Regions from separate parts of the Rattus norvegicus genome. Here region 2 is linked to region 1. The links are chromatin contacts, called in public Hi-C maps. All regions are on one chromosome and are shown on one strand. The core of a region is the stretch at or near the end of the contact, and the rest is flanking DNA. Distances in the headings are between cores, read along the strand shown. Region 1 holds the start of Bhlhe22 (basic helix-loop-helix family, member e22). Region 2 has its middle 77 kb from the start of Armc1.

Region 1 (2,700 bases), core at 144-2,643:
ACACCTGGGGCCAACTCTGAAAGCCACAATTAAAAGGTTTTTAATGAAACCAGAGAAACCCCAAACTGCACAGCCTTTAGTAATTCTGCCAGATAAGAGACTTATTGGATATGTTGGGGAATATTGTTTTTACTTATAAAGATGAAAACTAGCCACTAAATACCATGTGCTTCAAGAGACTGGACTCAGAAGAACGAGGACCGCGTGTGTACTGTCTCCACCCGGAGAGCACTTGTTTCCATAATTCTGCCCTGAACCTCCAGGAACAGCCCAGATGGATCCAGATGTCCCCAAGCGGCTTCAGAGCAGCTACATGCACGAATGCCCCCACTTGGTGTGTGAGAAGATTCGACTCTCGATGTTCCCTCTTGCGAAGCAACTGGATTTAATCTTGAGGAAAGTTTGAGAGTAGTTTTTTGTTTTTTGTTTTTTGTTTTTTGTTTTTTCCTTCTGTCCATGTAGCAGTGCGCTTCTCTCGCCACAAACTCGATCTCTCACCACAGCGTGGGGGACTCTGCAAAGGCCTCCCCCACTCTGCCGCCCCTTCGAGTTTTAAATCGAACGGTCTATGTAAGCTACTTGGTCATCATTTTAGTGCTTTTTAAATGGTTTAAATTTTCTCATCTATAGGAAATGGGCAGTGGAGGGCTGTGAGGAACGTGGCACGGAGAAAAATCTGGGTTCGCTCTTGCTTTGCTGACTACTGGCTGAAAATCTCGGGTAAATTCGAGGCAGGACAGCAAGGAACTCACCCCTACCCCCAGCCCCCAGGTTCCATCTCTAAATGCAGACATGCTATTAACAGGGAGAAATATAATTCTCTCCTGTGAGAGTAACTACTCAAGCTGAGACAGTAGTGGCCCAGTGAAGGGTAGTGTGTGTGTGTATGTGTGTGTGTGTGTGTGTGTGTGTGTGTGTGTGTGTGTATTGGGCGGGGTGGGGGGTTGCGCAGTGGGGGCGGAAGGGGGGAGTCTGCTTTCCACTGGACTCTGAGCCTTTACCGCGGATATACAATTTGCTGAAGGAGCAAAGAACATCCTCGGCTCTAAGTAGGGCTTTTAGTGTGCTCATTGATGAGTGAAAGTCGCCACACATGTCAAGCTAAAGGCAGTTGTTGGGTTACTAACAGGACCCAGCGCCTTGCAAACATATGCGCTAAGCTGTGTATACAGATGGCAGGCAGAATAATGGAGCAGGCGCCTTTTATAAAGCTCTGGCTGCTGCCTGTCTTCAGACCTGGGGAATGAAACTATTCAGACTAGCGGCCAGATAGCGCCTGCGATTGTTTGTTACCGTTTTAATCCTATTAATTAAAACGTTAACCTGATTGGGTAGAAAGCGCTGTCCCAACAGGCGAGTCTTCTTCATAATAACCTACTCAGAGATAATGATGTAAAAGACTCCCCCGTCTGTGGCGGTGGCTGGTTGATGGGTCCGGAAATCTCTTGAAGGTGAATCCAAGCAAGATAAACGGTGCAGAGAGGAGGCGCGGGGTTGGACTCAGAGGCGGCAGCGGCGGCAGCTCCACTCCCTCCGCGACCAGCCTCCCACCATGAGGGGCCGCGGCCCATGGTGAGCCTTAGCAGCCAGCACCGTCGGCTGGAAACGAAGAAGAAGAAGAAGAGGAGGCGGCGAGCGCGGGGGAAGGCGAAAAAGAAAAAGAAGGGGACAGGGCTGCGGGCAGTGCGGGGACCGACGCACGCAGCAGCTCCGGAGCCCGGCCGGCGCGCGTCTGTGCAGCCGCCTGACTCCCGAGCCCAGGCGGCGGCTGGCCGGGACGATGGAGCGCGGTTTGCACCTTGGTGCGGCGGCCGCCAGCGAAGACGACCTCTTCCTGCACAAGAGCCTGGGCGCCTCCGCCGCCAAACGCCTGGAGGCGGCTTTTCGCTCCACGCCCCCGGGCATGGACCTGTCCCTGGCGCCGCCAACTCGCGAACGCCCGGCGTCGTCCTCGTCGCCCCTCGGCTGCTTCGAGCCTGCTGACCCCGAAGGGGCCGGGCTGCTGTTGCCTCCGCCCGGAGGAGGCGGCGGTGCGAGCGGCGGCGGGGTGAGTGTCCCCGGGCTACTCGTGGGCTCAGCGGGCGTGGGGGGCGAGCCGAGCCTGAGCAGCCTGCCGGCGGGGGCTGCCCTGTGCCTCAAGTACGGCGAGAGCGCGGGCCGCGGCTCCGTGGCCGAGAGTAGCGGCGGGGAGCAGAGCCCCGACGACGACAGCGACGGCCGCTGCGAGCTGGTGCTGCGAGCCGGGGGCCCCGACCCACGGGCATCGCCAGGAGCGGGGAGCGGCGGTGCCAAGGTGGCGGAGGGCTGCTCCAACGCCCACTTGCACGGTGGCTCGGGCCTCCCCCCGGGGGGGCCCACAAGTGGCAGCGGCGGCAACGGCGGCGGCGGCAGCAGCAAGAAATCCAAAGAGCAGAAGGCGCTGCGCCTCAACATCAACGCCCGCGAGCGCCGGAGGATGCACGACCTGAACGACGCTCTAGATGAGCTGCGCGCGGTCATCCCTTACGCGCACAGCCCTTCGGTGCGGAAGCTCTCCAAAATCGCCACGCTGCTCCTCGCCAAGAACTACATCCTCATGCAGGCACAGGCCCTGGAGGAAATGCGGCGCCTAGTCGCCTACCTCAACCAAGGCCAGGCCATCTCGGCAGCCTCTCTACCCAGTTCGGCGGCCGCCGCCGCGGCGGCCGCTGCCCTGCACCC
Region 2 (2,700 bases), core at 83-2,582, 1.1 Mb after region 1:
AAGACTCCTGGTTAAATTAAAATTTCAGATAAACAACAATTGAATGTGTTTATATGAATAATATCCTTGTGTTATTTACCTAAAATTTAAATTTCTAATGAATGTCTTATACTTTATCTGAAACTCTAGCCTTTCCTTACTGCCAGTTGGAAAAAAATTAATATCTCATCTACATGAAAGTAAACAAATTGGTTATTCTTTTTAACATAAACCTCAGATACCTTAATAACTAAAATAAAATTGAATAAGAATACCTACCATACATCATGAAAAGAGTAAGAAATGATACGGTAAAGCTGAAGATCCATTTAGCCATGCAGATTTCTGGTAAGTGTCTCCACAGACAACACTACACTAGATTTGAGCAGAAGAACAAGATGGAAACTTGCTCCAAACAGAACAAAGAAGCAGAGCGAAGCTGAAGCCTGTGGTATAAGCAACCCTAGAGGCAAGGGGGGTGTCAGGCAGCTTCTGCTTCTCAGCCTTCATACAGTCTGCAAGCACTAGCTATCAGGGGGAAATAATCAAACAATGCATTACTCAGCTTTCTGTCTACAATAAAACACCTGAGGCAATTCACTAATAAAGTGATGTTCCCAACCAAAATCAAATTGCCCCCAACAACAGCAATACATCACTTCGGGAACACTTGGTAAAGCAAACTGTTTATGTCATCTGGGAAGCAAATAAAGAAAGGATTTAGAAGCGAGTGCTTTTCCACAGCCCCTCCCCATGGCTGGCTACCCACCACCACTCCACCCCTGGGGTCCACTCTTTTAACATGTAACCTTTTAGAGACCGTTTTATGTTAGTAGTGGTACTGCTGGGAATCGAACCCAGGACCTTACACGTACTTGTGTGCTTAGTAGCACACAATTTACCACTGAGCTCCACCACAGCTCATGCACTTGTTCTTAGTAAACATCCAAACCTCTATTTGTTACCTGCAAAACAGTATGTCAAACTGAAAGCAACCAGAGGAAGCTTGTCCTCACTTTATGAAATAGCGGCCACAGCCCCAGAGCCAGAAGCCAGTCCTGGTCTCTACACTTCATCTAGAGGTTTTCTGGATGCTACCTCCTTAGGTGAGGTCTGACCATAAAAAAGGACTAATTTATAACCTAGTGTATACATGATGAATAAATTCCTCTGTTCATAGGCCTATGCTGTTAAAGCAGTGAGATTTTTTAAGAAGAGAGACTGATGCCTGAATTGTAACACAAATCAAAGTACACATGCACTTAGGAAAACACAGTGAGAATTATTAACAGTCGTTGATGTTTCCAGCATGTCAGCAAGTAAAACCTACTCATTCTGCTCTTTGACCTCTTATAGCTGGTTTGAAGGCTACTCAGTCTCTGGATTTAGTAACAAATTGATTGGGAAGGTCACCCTGTCTTTGACGAGTGGCTCACAGAAGCAAAAGGCAAGGGAACTGATAAACTCTGATGCTACTCACACATTCCAAAGCCTTTCTTTCCTCTACCTGTAAAGAACAAAGAAAGGAAACCCTAGATGAAGCCTAGCCCGTCAGACAAAGGGTGAATGGCATGGAGGCAGGGGAATGCACCCAAGTGTGCATTTGCTCTGGTCCTTCCTTGCCCTAGACTCTCAGAAGCTCTTAATGTCTGTCATGTTGGAAAAGTCCTAGTAACAACCCATGCTGTCATGCTGAAATGCTGTCATGTACAGAGGTAAGCTGGCCAAGCCAGAAAGACACTTCCTGTGAAATGTGGATCAGTGCTCGTCTCTGACTTTCTCGGTCCTCCCAGGATCACAGAGGGTACTTTTCCATCACTGCTTCTCTGAATGTTATCCATCTTTCTGCCTGGTGCCCCAGCTCCAACAGAGGAAATGAGACCTGTAAAAAAGGCCATTTATATGGTACCTACTTGCTAGGGCCCAGCTCACTACCTTCCATTTCAGTGAAACATCCAACAAGTGGTCACCAAAATACAAATACACGAAAAGGCAAGTTTTCAGTCTTCACACAGTAACTAAAGTTCATTATTTATTTTATCAAGAACTAAAGAAGTTGCTGGTTTTCACAGTAGACCTCTGTAATCCCAGCACTCAAAAAGCAGGAATTGTATAGAGATACATTTTTCTAAAAATGTCTTACCTTCGAAGAGAATGAACTTTTACAAATTTTGCAGCCAAGTTAATAAAATGCCTTGAGTCCATTTCAGACCATGTACTCAACCTGCTACCCTACTGTGCACTCAGCCTGTTTAATTTTAACCTGCCATTGAGGAAACAACATAGCCAATCCTACCATGCCTTGGATTTCCCATGCAATCACCTTTTACAACCTATCCTAATTGCATAGCTTTAATATTAATTTATGTCCATGCCCCTGACCCAGAATGTGTGTGTGTGTGTGTGCGTGCGAGTGTGTGTGTGTGTGTGTGTGTGTGTGTGTGTGCAAGGACAAATTGTGGGAGTCCTCCTACCATCACATGCACACTCTGGTACTTATTTGCTTAATGCAGCCACCAGGTTGTAAAAATCCTTAAACAAAACAAATATAGCAGAAATATTGGAAGCAACATGTGGGTATAGATTGATAACACATTTGTGGTTTTGAGTGCTATTCTGGGTCAGTTGAGGTCAGTGAAGTAATTTGTTTCCTTGTGAAACTTTGTTACTGAGTTTGTTACTGAATGTATCCTTCATTCCTTTCTCATGCCACATTTCCTG

Evidence for each region. Hi-C and Micro-C count contacts between places; a contact is called where the count stands out from the background.
Region 2: a contact with region 1 is called in a Hi-C map of liver, with 6 times the contacts expected there. The contact joins the enhancer-like site here to the promoter of Bhlhe22 in region 1. A contact is called at or near these places in 12 of 12 Hi-C or Micro-C datasets (the A7r5 cell line, the Rat2 cell line, Schwann cells and 7 more) and 1 of 1 datasets of contacts at active chromatin or transcription factors (oligodendrocytes).

The regions. Positions count from the first base shown.
Region 1 is chr2:102,401,229-102,403,928 of GRCr8, forward strand. It overlaps Bhlhe22 (basic helix-loop-helix family, member e22), which reads left to right and starts at 1,394. Exons shown (of 1, transcript NM_001108940.2): 1 at 1,394-2,700. The coding sequence starts at 1,781.
Region 2 is chr2:103,490,014-103,492,713 of GRCr8, forward strand. No RefSeq gene overlaps it. Among named protein-coding and RNA genes, the nearest start is that of Armc1, 77 kb to the right of the region's middle. Within about 2 kb of position 1,333, at least 2 of the 93 cell types and tissues checked have an H3K27ac peak or open chromatin away from gene starts, as enhancers often do. A contact at or near this core is called in kidney and liver, where this site is marked.